Regions from separate parts of the Sus scrofa genome. Here all the other regions are linked to region 2. A link is a contact called in public targeted proximity ligation data. All regions are on one chromosome and are shown on one strand. The core of a region is the stretch at or near the end of the contact, and the rest is flanking DNA. Distances in the headings are between cores, read along the strand shown. Region 1 overlaps CDC42EP3 (cdc42 effector protein 3). Region 2 has its middle 33 kb from the start of RMDN2. Region 3 has its middle 48 kb from the start of CDC42EP3. Region 4 has its middle 62 kb from the start of CDC42EP3.

Region 1 (2,700 bases), core at 124-2,623, 220 kb after region 2:
CCAGCATCATTTCAAACTAGAAGCTATACCCCCAGGGCCCCAGCACCTCCACCTGCCTGTGCTTCCCTCCATGTAGTACCTGCCACCCATCATTCCCCCAGGGACCTGGGTCTCTTATCTCTTCTCATTTCCTTCTGACAAAAGACCCTTCTCTTCTGAGACCTCTTCCATTCTGTGCATACAGAGTGGTGGAAGCCTCTCCTATGAAGACCTGATCACTGCTGGAGGAAGTCATCTGGCCCTCTGACAGGCTCAGGTGAGACCCGCTTCCAGTCCAGATTTGGGCTTTGGAACCCACTTTCCCATAGTAATGTTTGCATTATGATCAATCAACTCATGGGTTCAGTAGGCGTTTCAGGACCTATGTATAAAACTGTCTCTGCAGGATAGTGCAATATGAGCCCTAAACTACCTATGTACTTATTTTTTTAAAAATAGCTAATTCATTCACATGGTTCAAAAATCCAAAATTGTAAAAGGATACACAATGAAAAGTTTACCTTCCACCCTTATCGTCCCCTTCCATCTACTTCCTCTCCCCTGGGCACTGATCATTATTTCCTGTATATGCTTCCAGAGATAGCTTATCAACAGACAAGCCAGTACAGATGTTATCTACACACTTTTGCACCTGCCTTTTTTTTCCTTTGACATATCTTTGAAACTCTTTCTATATCAGCATATAGAGTTGCTTCATCCTTTTGTAGACCTGTGTAATATTCATTTCTATGTATACACCTTAATTTGTATAACCAGTCCTCTAAAGTTTTATAGAAGTTCCCAGGCTAGAGACTGAATCCAAGCTGCAGGGACAAGAATTGAACCCATGCCTCTGCAGCAACCCAAGCTGCTGTAATTCTGTTCTTAATCCCCTGCACCATAATGGGAACTCTGTGATTTGTTGTTTTGATAAATTTCACCCTCCACTGAGGTTGGACCTGTATATGCTTCCCTACCCTTAACAGCACAACATATTATCAATTATACTTTAAACAGGCTTGGAAAGCACCCCCTTTGTCTTTGGGAGCTGACTGAGTTCCCAGAAAGTGTGCTCCTTAAATGTAAAGACCTCAGTGTCTGGAGCCCAAGATCAGTCACTTGGCTTAGTGCTGGTAGCCATGTAGCTTTGGCAAAGCCTGTGCCTCGGGGCCTCATGGCTAAAATGGGGACATTAACATGGGTTCTTGTGAATGAGCTAGTGCACATCAAAGGTTAGAACAGTGCTCAGCACATAGAGACACTCTCAATAAACATTTCCTGTCATATGAAGTGTTGGTGGTTCCCAGTAGACACATACATACCCTCTGAGGACGCATGCCCTCCCCACTTTGTTCCCAATGAAGAAACTGCCTCTTAGGCTCCTGCATTAACAACAGCTGAGATGATGTTGCCAGCAGTCAGCCTGGGAAAGGAAAGGGGTGTGGCTGTCCACTGACTGATAAGCCAGGGAGCCCAGAATATTCAGAAAGGAGGAGAGGAAAGCGTCAGGGTAAAGTCATTGATACTGGATTATCTCTTCTGGGATCAAGCATGGCTGTCCCTGAGCTGGAAGAGGGAAAATAACAGATAAGATAGAGGGATAGAGTCAGAGCTCTCAGATATTTCCCCAGCATCATATCACAAACATCAGCTCGTCTAAAGTTATAAAATTGTTATTTCTTCAGCAAGTTCCCTTTTTTTTCCCTTAAACTTCCAATGTACTAGGGGAGCTCTTACCCCTGGCATAGTAGAAATTCAAATTATTGTTTCCAAAGTCCTAGAAGCCTCCATCCTGTCATGCAGCAAATACTATGTAAATATTTGTAGAAAGAAAGAAAAACGCCTTTTAAGGTATTCCCATTCTCCTACTCCTGAGAATCTCACTGCCTGAAGCTTATCTAACCTCTACTCACCAACCGTTTTCTTAGTTTTTTCTCTATTTTTTTTGTTGTTGTTGTTGTTGCTTCTCTCCCACCTTTGTGTCCACTCCGCTGACATAAAACTCAACTTCTACCAGGCCGAGCAAATCTCTGGTGAGGGGCCTGCAGTGCCCATGGCCATGGATGTGGCCAGGCAGGGACTGAGGACTGGGCATTCCTCCCCTGGGCCTTCCAAGTATAGCAAACATATCCTCTACCTTCTCTCCTTACTTTTGCTCCCCAACATCCCCAGTCACTGTACAAGTAAAGGGTGAATGTGAGTGATCTAGTCAGAGAAGCAGAGAAGCACTCTTGACTACATCTTCATGGTATTTTTACTTCTCTAAGGGGTTTGAAATGAATGCCATGCCTTGGTTCTGGCCTTGCATAACCCTGGCTCCACCAGCTGACCACACACCGCCCTTGCATGCCCTGGAGTTATGGTGGACACACTGGATTGTTCCATGGCAGCTGCCCTCCTGGCCATGTATGCTGAGGACATGGCTCTAGTGGGCAGCTGTTCCTTAGGGTGCCCCCCACCCCCACCTTCTGCAGGCCCAGCGTCTCAGCTGTTCCTGCAGGCAGTCATCACGCTATGCCCAGAAGGGCAGGGAGGTGATGTCAGCCACCCTGGGTGCAAGAGCCCTGGGCTGTTGTACACTTAGAGGGTAAAGACATTCTGATGTTTTAGCAGGAAGACCCAAGACTTCCACTTTTGTTACTATTAAGACCCAAATTAGAATTAACGCTATGAGAATGTCAGGCTCACAGGCATGCCTTACTGTGCTAGGGTTCCCCATCT
Region 2 (2,700 bases), core at 136-2,635:
CTCTCTCTCTCTCTCTCTCTATATATATATATATATATATATATATACTTATATATATATACTTATATATATATATATACTCTCTCTCTATATATATATATATATACTTATCAAGAGAAGAAATTCAAATGGCCGAAGGGTGCTTAAGCATTTCTAATCATCAGGGAAATGCAAACAAAACCCACAAAGAGATATTACCCCCCACTTGTCAAGGTGGCTATTATCAAAAAACCCAAAAGATCGCAAGTGTTGGTGAGATTGTAGAGAAAGGGAATCCTGTGACATGTTGGTGGGAATGTGAATTGGTGCAGTCACTATGGAGAACAGCATGGAGTTTCCTCAAAAACTTAAACATAGAGCTAAAATAGAAAAAAAAGATCCTCTGCTCTTTTTTTAAACAAAAGATTCTGATGATTTTTTAAAAACACATTTCTGCTGATGATGGTAAGTGTTGTCCTTTCTGCCTTAGGAACCCTGGATGTCTCACGGCAGTGGCTACTGGTCCCCAAGTTGGTGCCCCAAGGGACGAAACCCTCCACACCAGGAGCTCTAGGCAGCCTCAGGCAGTTTCTCCATTCAGGACAGGAGCAACTGCCCTGTTTCCATGCTCTGCTATTTGATCTGGGCTTTGGGGATCTAAAGCATCATCGTCCTGACATAACTCACTGGCCAGCTTCTAAAAGCACAGGGGGCAGAGTCCCGTCCCCTGCCCCCTCCCTCCTGCTTTTACAGATCCTATCACATTCTCAGGCAGGAATTCCCTCCTGGCCTCCATCAGGGGCACCATCCTATGCCCCCAGGAACATTCCCTTATAGGCCTATGGAATTTGTGATTTTAGTGGCATTTGTGTGGTTTGTTTAATTTCTCCCACTAGACTCTAAGTTTGAGGCAGGGTGAGGTGTCTGTGTGTGTGTGTGAAACACGTCTGTCTTTTTGACCGAGGTGTCTCCATGCACAGCTCAAGTCTAGCACAAAGTAGGTACTCAGCAAAGAGTTGCTGAATAAGTGAAAGAATGACTGGTGTTGGCCTTCCTCCAAAGGTCTGGCAGGCATCTAAGGGTTAACCTACTGCAGCCACTAAGCAGCCAGACTGCCTGCCTTTATGTCACTTCTCAGGCCTTTGAGAGGACAGACCTATGGAGGGGAGAGGAGAGTTTCCAATTGAGCGAGGCTGGGTTTGCAGCCTGCAGCCCCCGTGCGCACCAAGCTCTCCTGCAAACCCAGCCCTGAAGCACGCGTCTGCCTGCTCCTTCCCCCTCTTTCCTTCATTGCTCCCTATGGGCGTGGGGCTGGCACTGAGCTTGATTCTAAGTCAGGCTGTTCTAACAGGAAGCGAATAGTGTTCCTTCAGTGATGGAGGTGTTTCCTTCTTAAGGAAGTTACAATGGGCTCTTTTCACAGAGAAAGGGGCCGGGCCTGTGTGTGGCCACACTGCTGTCTGTCCTGTGCAGAGCAAAGCATGTTCTGGACTCAGGGCTTCCTCTCCTGGAAGAGGTATGGGGCTGAGCCCTGAAACAGGGAGGCCAGGCCCCTCTGAGCCTCGGTCTCTCTGCCTGCTGAATACAAGCATCCTCTGGAAGCCTCCTAGGGTCACTGTGGAATCTTTTTCTTTCCTTGGCTCCCAGGACACAGTAGGCTGGGTTTTCTTCCTATTTTGTAATTCCCTTGCTACATCCTCTTCCTCTTTGTAATCTCTCCATCCTGTCATCCTGAGCTCCCCAGAGCTCCCTCCTGAGGCCCCTCTCCTCCAGCCACACTCACTCCTGAGTGTCATGATGATAAAGTCCCTCTGTGTACTGAGGAATCCCACATGCTTCCAGCTCTGGCTTTGCCCTGGACTCCAGATTCTAATAGCCAACTGCCAACTCTGCATCCCCTCTGGGATGTCAAATAGGTGTTTCATGCTCACTGAGCTAAAGAAGAACTCTTTTTTTTTTTTAAAAAAAAAAGATTACTTCTTTATAAGTGATAGAACATTAATGTAGGCCCAACACTCTATAGCATGTGCAATAGTGGAAAAATAGGGCCTGTCATGTTAAAGGTCACAAAGACTGTAAGAAGTTGGCCATCTTGATGCTATTTTAACAATGAGGGGGAGGTTCTAGCCACCTAAATAGAATGGGGGAGGTGTAGAAAAAAGGAGGATGAAAATGATTATTTTCAAATGGTATGACTGTCTACACCACAAACCAAAGAGAATCTGTGGAAAAGAAAATAACATAAAAGAGGTTTCAGAAAATACTCAGAAAATAAATATACATGTATTACTACCTTGTTTGAGCAGTAACAAATTCCAAATATAATAAAAAGGTCCTATATCCAGTAGAAATTTTTTAAATACATAGCACAGAACCAGCTTCTCAAAAAAGTCTAACATGTTAAAAATTAAAGATAAACTATCTTTAAAAGCAAATGGAAAATTAGGAAGACTTTGCAAGTATACAATAAATTTTCATATCTCTAATATATAAATAGTTCCTACAAATAAATAAGGAAAAGGTGGATTTCCAATTAAAAATTGACCAAGAGCAAATAATTCACAAAAGAAAAAATAGTCTATGAGTTTGTTAAATGTTTGGCATTGTTAACAATCAAGGAAGTACAAATTAAAATGATGAAATTTATGGCTAGTCAGGTTGTAAGCTTCTTCTAAAATAGTGGATTCTGGGCAGCTGAAAAGAATGAGAAATGTCCACTGC
Region 3 (2,700 bases), core at 58-2,557, 250 kb after region 2:
ATCTAAATGGTCTCAGTAAGATGGGACTTTAGACCATGGGGAGATGTCTAGGGACTTATTCTTTCTGTTTAAAAAATCAGACAGCTGAGAATCTTCTGCCCGTCCTTCTACCAGATACTCTCAATAAGACTTAAAGCCAGCTGAGCCTGGCCTCTAGGTTCAGGCAGAAGCCAGTGGAACTGGAGGGAGGTAAGCACTGAGAAAGATTTTCTTTGGAGCACTTCCTTCCCCAGTCCCCTTGGACCTATGTCTAAAGGCTCAGGAGCTGCCACTGACTTCTGGGATCACCTCATGTTTTCAATCTTCAATACATCTTTCCAGTTTCTCCACCTTCTCTATCAGGGTCCCTCCTCTTCACACACATCCTCAGCCACCTCCCTTTACAATGGGCTAACTTAAGCCACTTTTCTTTCTGGCTGCACCAGAGGCATGTGGAAGTTCCTAGGCCAGGAAATGAACTGGTGCAACAGCAGCGACCCAAGCCACTATAGTGTCATATCCTTAACCCACTGCACCACAAGAGAACTCCTCAAGCCACTTATTTTCTGAAAAGCTAACTCTTCCTCCTTCCTCCAGGGGGAAGAAAAGGGCCAGGATCTTATAGGAGAAGCCCTCCTGGCTGGATTGTGGGCAAGGACTTCTGAGCGGGCTAAAGAGATCCAGAGTGTGAGGAACAGTCTCTCTCCTTCCTCTCTGGCCAGTCCCCCTGTGTCAATCTCCCAGCCTGACATGATTCCTGGCAAGAGTGGATGGATATAAAAAAGGACTCATTATATAATTTGCAGGCTAAACATAAAGAGAAAATGTAGGGCCCCTTATTCAGAAATTATTAACAATTTCAAGACAGTGACAGCAGAGCATTTAACCAAGTGTGGGCTCTCAGGAGCATGGGGCCCTGTGGGACTACACAGCTTACATGCCCGTGAAGCTGGTTCTGACACGAAAAGTCACAGAAACTGCAGCCATTTCTGTGAAATATGTGCTATTTGTGGTCAATTACTGTGCAGAGTAATAACAATTGTGCATTTCATAATTATGAAAGTGAAAATATATAATCATTACATAAACACTGCTTTGTAATAATACAGTGCCAAGTATTGTTTTTACTATGCACAAGATTTACTTTATCAAATGACGTATTGATTTCAGAACCAAATCTTGTTCATGTGCCCACAGTCTTGGGGGTGGGGGTGCTGTGGCAATTCCTCCACCTACAAATTTTAATTTGAAGAAGATGTGAATGGGGTGACCCAAAAGGCACTGCCTTAAACAACATCAACCAAGACCAGCAGTAGTGTATTTAGGAACTGAAAGTAAATCTCCTTCCTTGTATTTCATTGAGGACAAACTAGCTCATTGAAATCATACATAATTACACATTGAGAGGTGGTTCCTAGAATTTGGGGATTTATACACCAAAGAAATTTCCAAGAAATTTAGGAGAGGGACAATTTAATTTTGCCATGGAAGGACATCAAAAAGAAACCATCTATTCATAAAAGAAAGGATATTTTTAACAGAAAGATATACAAGAACAAGATTTTAAAATGAAGACAATACTTTAAATTAAATGAATTTAGTGTTATAAACAACTTATACCATTGCTGTTTTTCCTCACTTAGAAGCAGGTGAACACTTTTTCTGTGATCAGTAGACTGACATTTATGGACTGTAGGTCAAAAGGTCTGTGGCTATAGGAATGTCTATAAAGAGAACTGAAGTGTCATTTTGCTTCAACACAAATGATTCCTGAAGAATCACAGCCAATTATTTGCTTTGGAGGAACAATTCATTTTGATATTGTTATCCAGATGTCAGCTTCCCCATCCCTCAGCCTCCCATAAGCTTTAGAGATCTGGTTAAACCTAGCCCAACCCAAAGCAACATCTTCAGACACCCAGAAACCTTCTTCTGGCTCTCTAGGAGCACACGTGCCTTGCTTTCCTCTTTTCTGCCCTGTTCTAGGATTTACATAAAATGACTCTGACTCAAGTCCATCCATTTGTTTCCATTAAAAAAAAAAAATCGGAATTCCCATCATGGCTCAGTGGTAACAAACTCGACTAGTATCCACGAGGACACGGGTCGGTTAAGGATCTGGTGGTGCTGTCCTGCGTTTGTTCTGGCTGTGGTGTAGGTCAGCAGCTACATCTCCAATTTAATTTTAAGCTCTTCAGGATTTAGGAAACTTTTTTTTTTTTTTTTTTGTCTTTTTTTAGGGCCACACTGATAGCATATGGAGGCTCCCAGGCTAAGGGTCCAACCACAGCCACAGCAACGTTGGATCTGAGCCGCCTCTGTGGCCTACACCACAGCTCATGGCAATGCTGGATCCTTAACCCACTGAGCAAGGCCAGGGATCGAACCTGAGTCCTCATGGATACCAGTCAGGTTCGGTTCATTAACCGCTAAACCACAATGGGAACTCCAGGATTCAGGGAACTTTCACTGAGATCTTGGGCTTGTGGTCTTCAGCCATCCTCCTCAATCCACCCCCATTCTCTCCTTCCTCATCCCTTATTGCCCTGGGACTTCAAATAAATCCCCTTCCTCTAGGAGAACAGATCTGCCCTCAAGCAGATTCTTTGAGTACGTAGCAGTACTTTGTGTCTACAACAATGGGGCTTCCAAACCAATAGGGATTTACTCCTTAAGGGAATTCTGGTGAATGTAATGCCCCCTGCCTCATTTCTTTTCATT
Region 4 (2,700 bases), core at 170-2,669, 140 kb after region 2:
CACGGACACTTCAGCATACCCCCTGGGTTCCCAGAACCAACAAGAGGAGAGGCACCCAGTGAGAGAAAGGATAGCCCATCTCAGAGAGAAAGAGGCTTGGGCTTTGGGAGTTTGGATGTTAAAGGACATTTAGTTACAGTTTAAAGAGGTCTGGAAATAAATGTAGATTATGTTGAAATAATTCCACTCTGAACAACAGCAGAAAAACCAGCTTGATACATAGGAGAAGATGTTAATTTTACTAGTCAAATATTTCTTAAATTTAAGAAACAGATCTTTATAGAGAAAATTCTTATGGATTTTCAGTGTTATTATTATTATTGTATTAACTAAATATATAAAAATGTAAAACTAGGTAAAAAGTCCTGATATTTATAGTTCTCAGCCATAAAATCAAAACAAATTTCAAAGTTAGTCCAATTACAAAAGTATATTTTTATTAACAATAACAATTTAATGTAACTGATGATGTTGTTTTGGTGAAACTAAAGGGCCAAATAGTTTAAGAGCAGAAAGTAACAGGCTAAGTTCCAATTCTACATTTTGATTTTGGCAGGCTTTTGTACAGAGTATTTATTAGGATAAGTATACTCAAAAAAAAATCACAAAGTTCAAGCAGCTTTGTTTTCTTGTTCAGGATAAGCAGGCCTCCAAGTTAAAAATGACAACAACAATAGTAATAACAACAATAATAATTTATGCCAATAAGCAATCCTCAAATGACAATTCTGATGATCTACCACTCAATAACTACATAAAGCTGCCTTACATGCTCAAAGATGAGGCTATAATTGTGGCATTTTTGAAACCTACATTTCATGGCAATCTAATATAACCACAGTGTGAATCAAATAGAACATTTTCCACTGTGCCTTTCATCCTTGCTGACTGCAGGCTTGCATAAACAAGGAGGCTGTCTGGGTAATATATCTGCTAACTAACTACCTACGTGAATGTCTTGCTCTTAGCCCAGGGCTGCTTCAGCAAGCCTATATCACCATGGACAAGTGCTAACTCAGTTTCTCCATACCACTCTTTTTCTTTCTGTTGCAAAACTTTCATTTAAGCAGTGTTCCATGTCACAGTCCTCTGTGTGGTGCAAATAGGAACAGAAAACAAAAATTGCAAATGTAAGCACCAAATGAAGCAATAACAGCATTTCATTATTATAAGTTGCCTTGACCTAAGTGTTTGTGTTCTCTATAAACTCTAACCCAAATCTGATGGTACCTGGTACCTTTGAGGTGAAAAGGGTGGGGCATCCATGATGGGGTTAGCATCCTTATAAGAAGAGGAGAGCCCAGAGCTCTTTCCACCAAGTGAGGAACAGAGAAAAGTGGCTGCCTACAAGCCTGTAAAAGAGCTCTTACCAGGAACTAAGTGGACCACGATCTTGATCTTGAACTTCCCAGTCTCCAGAACTGTGAGAAATATATTCCTGTTGTTTAAGAAGCTCAGTCTATGGTAATTTGTTTTAGTAGCCCAAGCTGACCATGACAGTGGTCATCCAAGATGATGAAGCAGAGATTTGACTTTTTTCAAAGATAATCATCAAAATGATAACCCCTGACCTAAATTCCTGGGCAGAATACATACATTCTCAGGAATACATCTTTGGACTCTAGTCTGAGAAGCAGGGGGCTGTATAGTCTTTCCATGAGGTTCCAGCTTATAGTTAAGAACAGGGTAATGATGACAGCCATGGAATAGAGCTGCTCTGGCCCTGCCCCACCTGCTCTGGGAGCCTTCTAACCCTCCCTAAAATCCCTTGGAAATATTTCTGGGTGTCCTTGGATATCTCTCCTGAACTCTGAGAACTGATTTTTACAGCCAACACATGGTGTTGGCCATGCTCCCCCTTTGGTGTGGCAAAGCCTCTGGTCATTGATAGGGAAGAAAAACATCAGTTCTATCCCTTAAGGTCCATTAAAGCCACCACCTCAGTGGATTCTACTTAGCAAGGGCCCCACTGCTCTTTGCTTGCCATCACTGCAGCGTCAGTGCTGAAGCTGAGCCTGAGTGTGGGTGGCTGAGCTGGGGCACTGAGGGGCCCGGACACAAAGGGGTCTCTGCAGCTGTTGCCAACAGAGCTCCTATTGCCTTCACCTCACCGTATCCCAGAGGAGTTCCTAAGAAACAGCTTTCTTAGTCACTCCAGGGCTCTCCAGCACCTATGAACTCAACTCTGTCCCCTCCACTCAGAGAGTCCATTGGGCTCCTCCTGGGTCCCCTCTCCCTGCGCTGTGACCTGGAAACTCTCTCTAGGCAATTGCTGGGACAATTATTAGGCTCACCTGGTTTGTTTCCCTTTTCTTGGGGGTCACTGCGTTCCATTGTCTGATATTCAGCATCAAAAAAACATTATCTCATCTAACTTATCAGATTTTTAAAGGCTTTTTTTTTTTTTTTTTTTTCAGGCAGGCAGGTAATTTTAGTCCTCATTGCTCCATCTTGGACAGAAGCAGAAATACCCTCTTTTAGAAAGTAGCAGTTCCTAGTACTACTACTCTTAGCCACATTGTATAAGTGTAGTTGTTATTCTACATCCTCATAAACTCCTGATATTTTCAGACTTTCTAATTGTTTTAAGAATTAAATTAGTTGACAAAGGGATTTAATACAATTCTTCTCCCAAATGATCTAGAATTTAAAGGAGGGAGGACATTGTTTAATTGAAAGGAATGAATCTCTAATTATGAA

Evidence for each region.
Region 1: a targeted proximity ligation map of alveolar macrophages shows a contact between it and region 2. A contact is called at or near these places in 3 of 47 Hi-C or Micro-C datasets (embryonic fibroblasts and mesenchymal stem cells) and 1 of 2 datasets of targeted methods (alveolar macrophages).
Region 3: a contact with region 2 is called in a targeted proximity ligation map of alveolar macrophages. A contact is called at or near these places in 1 of 47 Hi-C or Micro-C datasets (embryonic fibroblasts) and 1 of 2 datasets of targeted methods (alveolar macrophages).
Region 4: a contact with region 2 is called in a targeted proximity ligation map of alveolar macrophages. A contact is called at or near these places in 2 of 47 Hi-C or Micro-C datasets (embryonic fibroblasts and fibroblasts) and 1 of 2 datasets of targeted methods (alveolar macrophages).

What each region holds. Positions count from the first base shown.
Region 1 is chr3:102,555,003-102,557,702 of Sscrofa11.1, forward strand. All of the region lies in intron 1 of CDC42EP3 (cdc42 effector protein 3), which reads left to right. Among named protein-coding and RNA genes, the nearest start is that of CDC42EP3, 17 kb to the left of the region's middle.
Region 2 is chr3:102,338,741-102,341,440 of Sscrofa11.1, forward strand. No RefSeq gene overlaps it. Among named protein-coding and RNA genes, the nearest start is that of RMDN2, 33 kb to the left of the region's middle.
Region 3 is chr3:102,585,599-102,588,298 of Sscrofa11.1, forward strand. No RefSeq gene overlaps it. Among named protein-coding and RNA genes, the nearest start is that of CDC42EP3, 48 kb to the left of the region's middle.
Region 4 is chr3:102,475,687-102,478,386 of Sscrofa11.1, forward strand. No RefSeq gene overlaps it. Among named protein-coding and RNA genes, the nearest start is that of CDC42EP3, 62 kb to the right of the region's middle.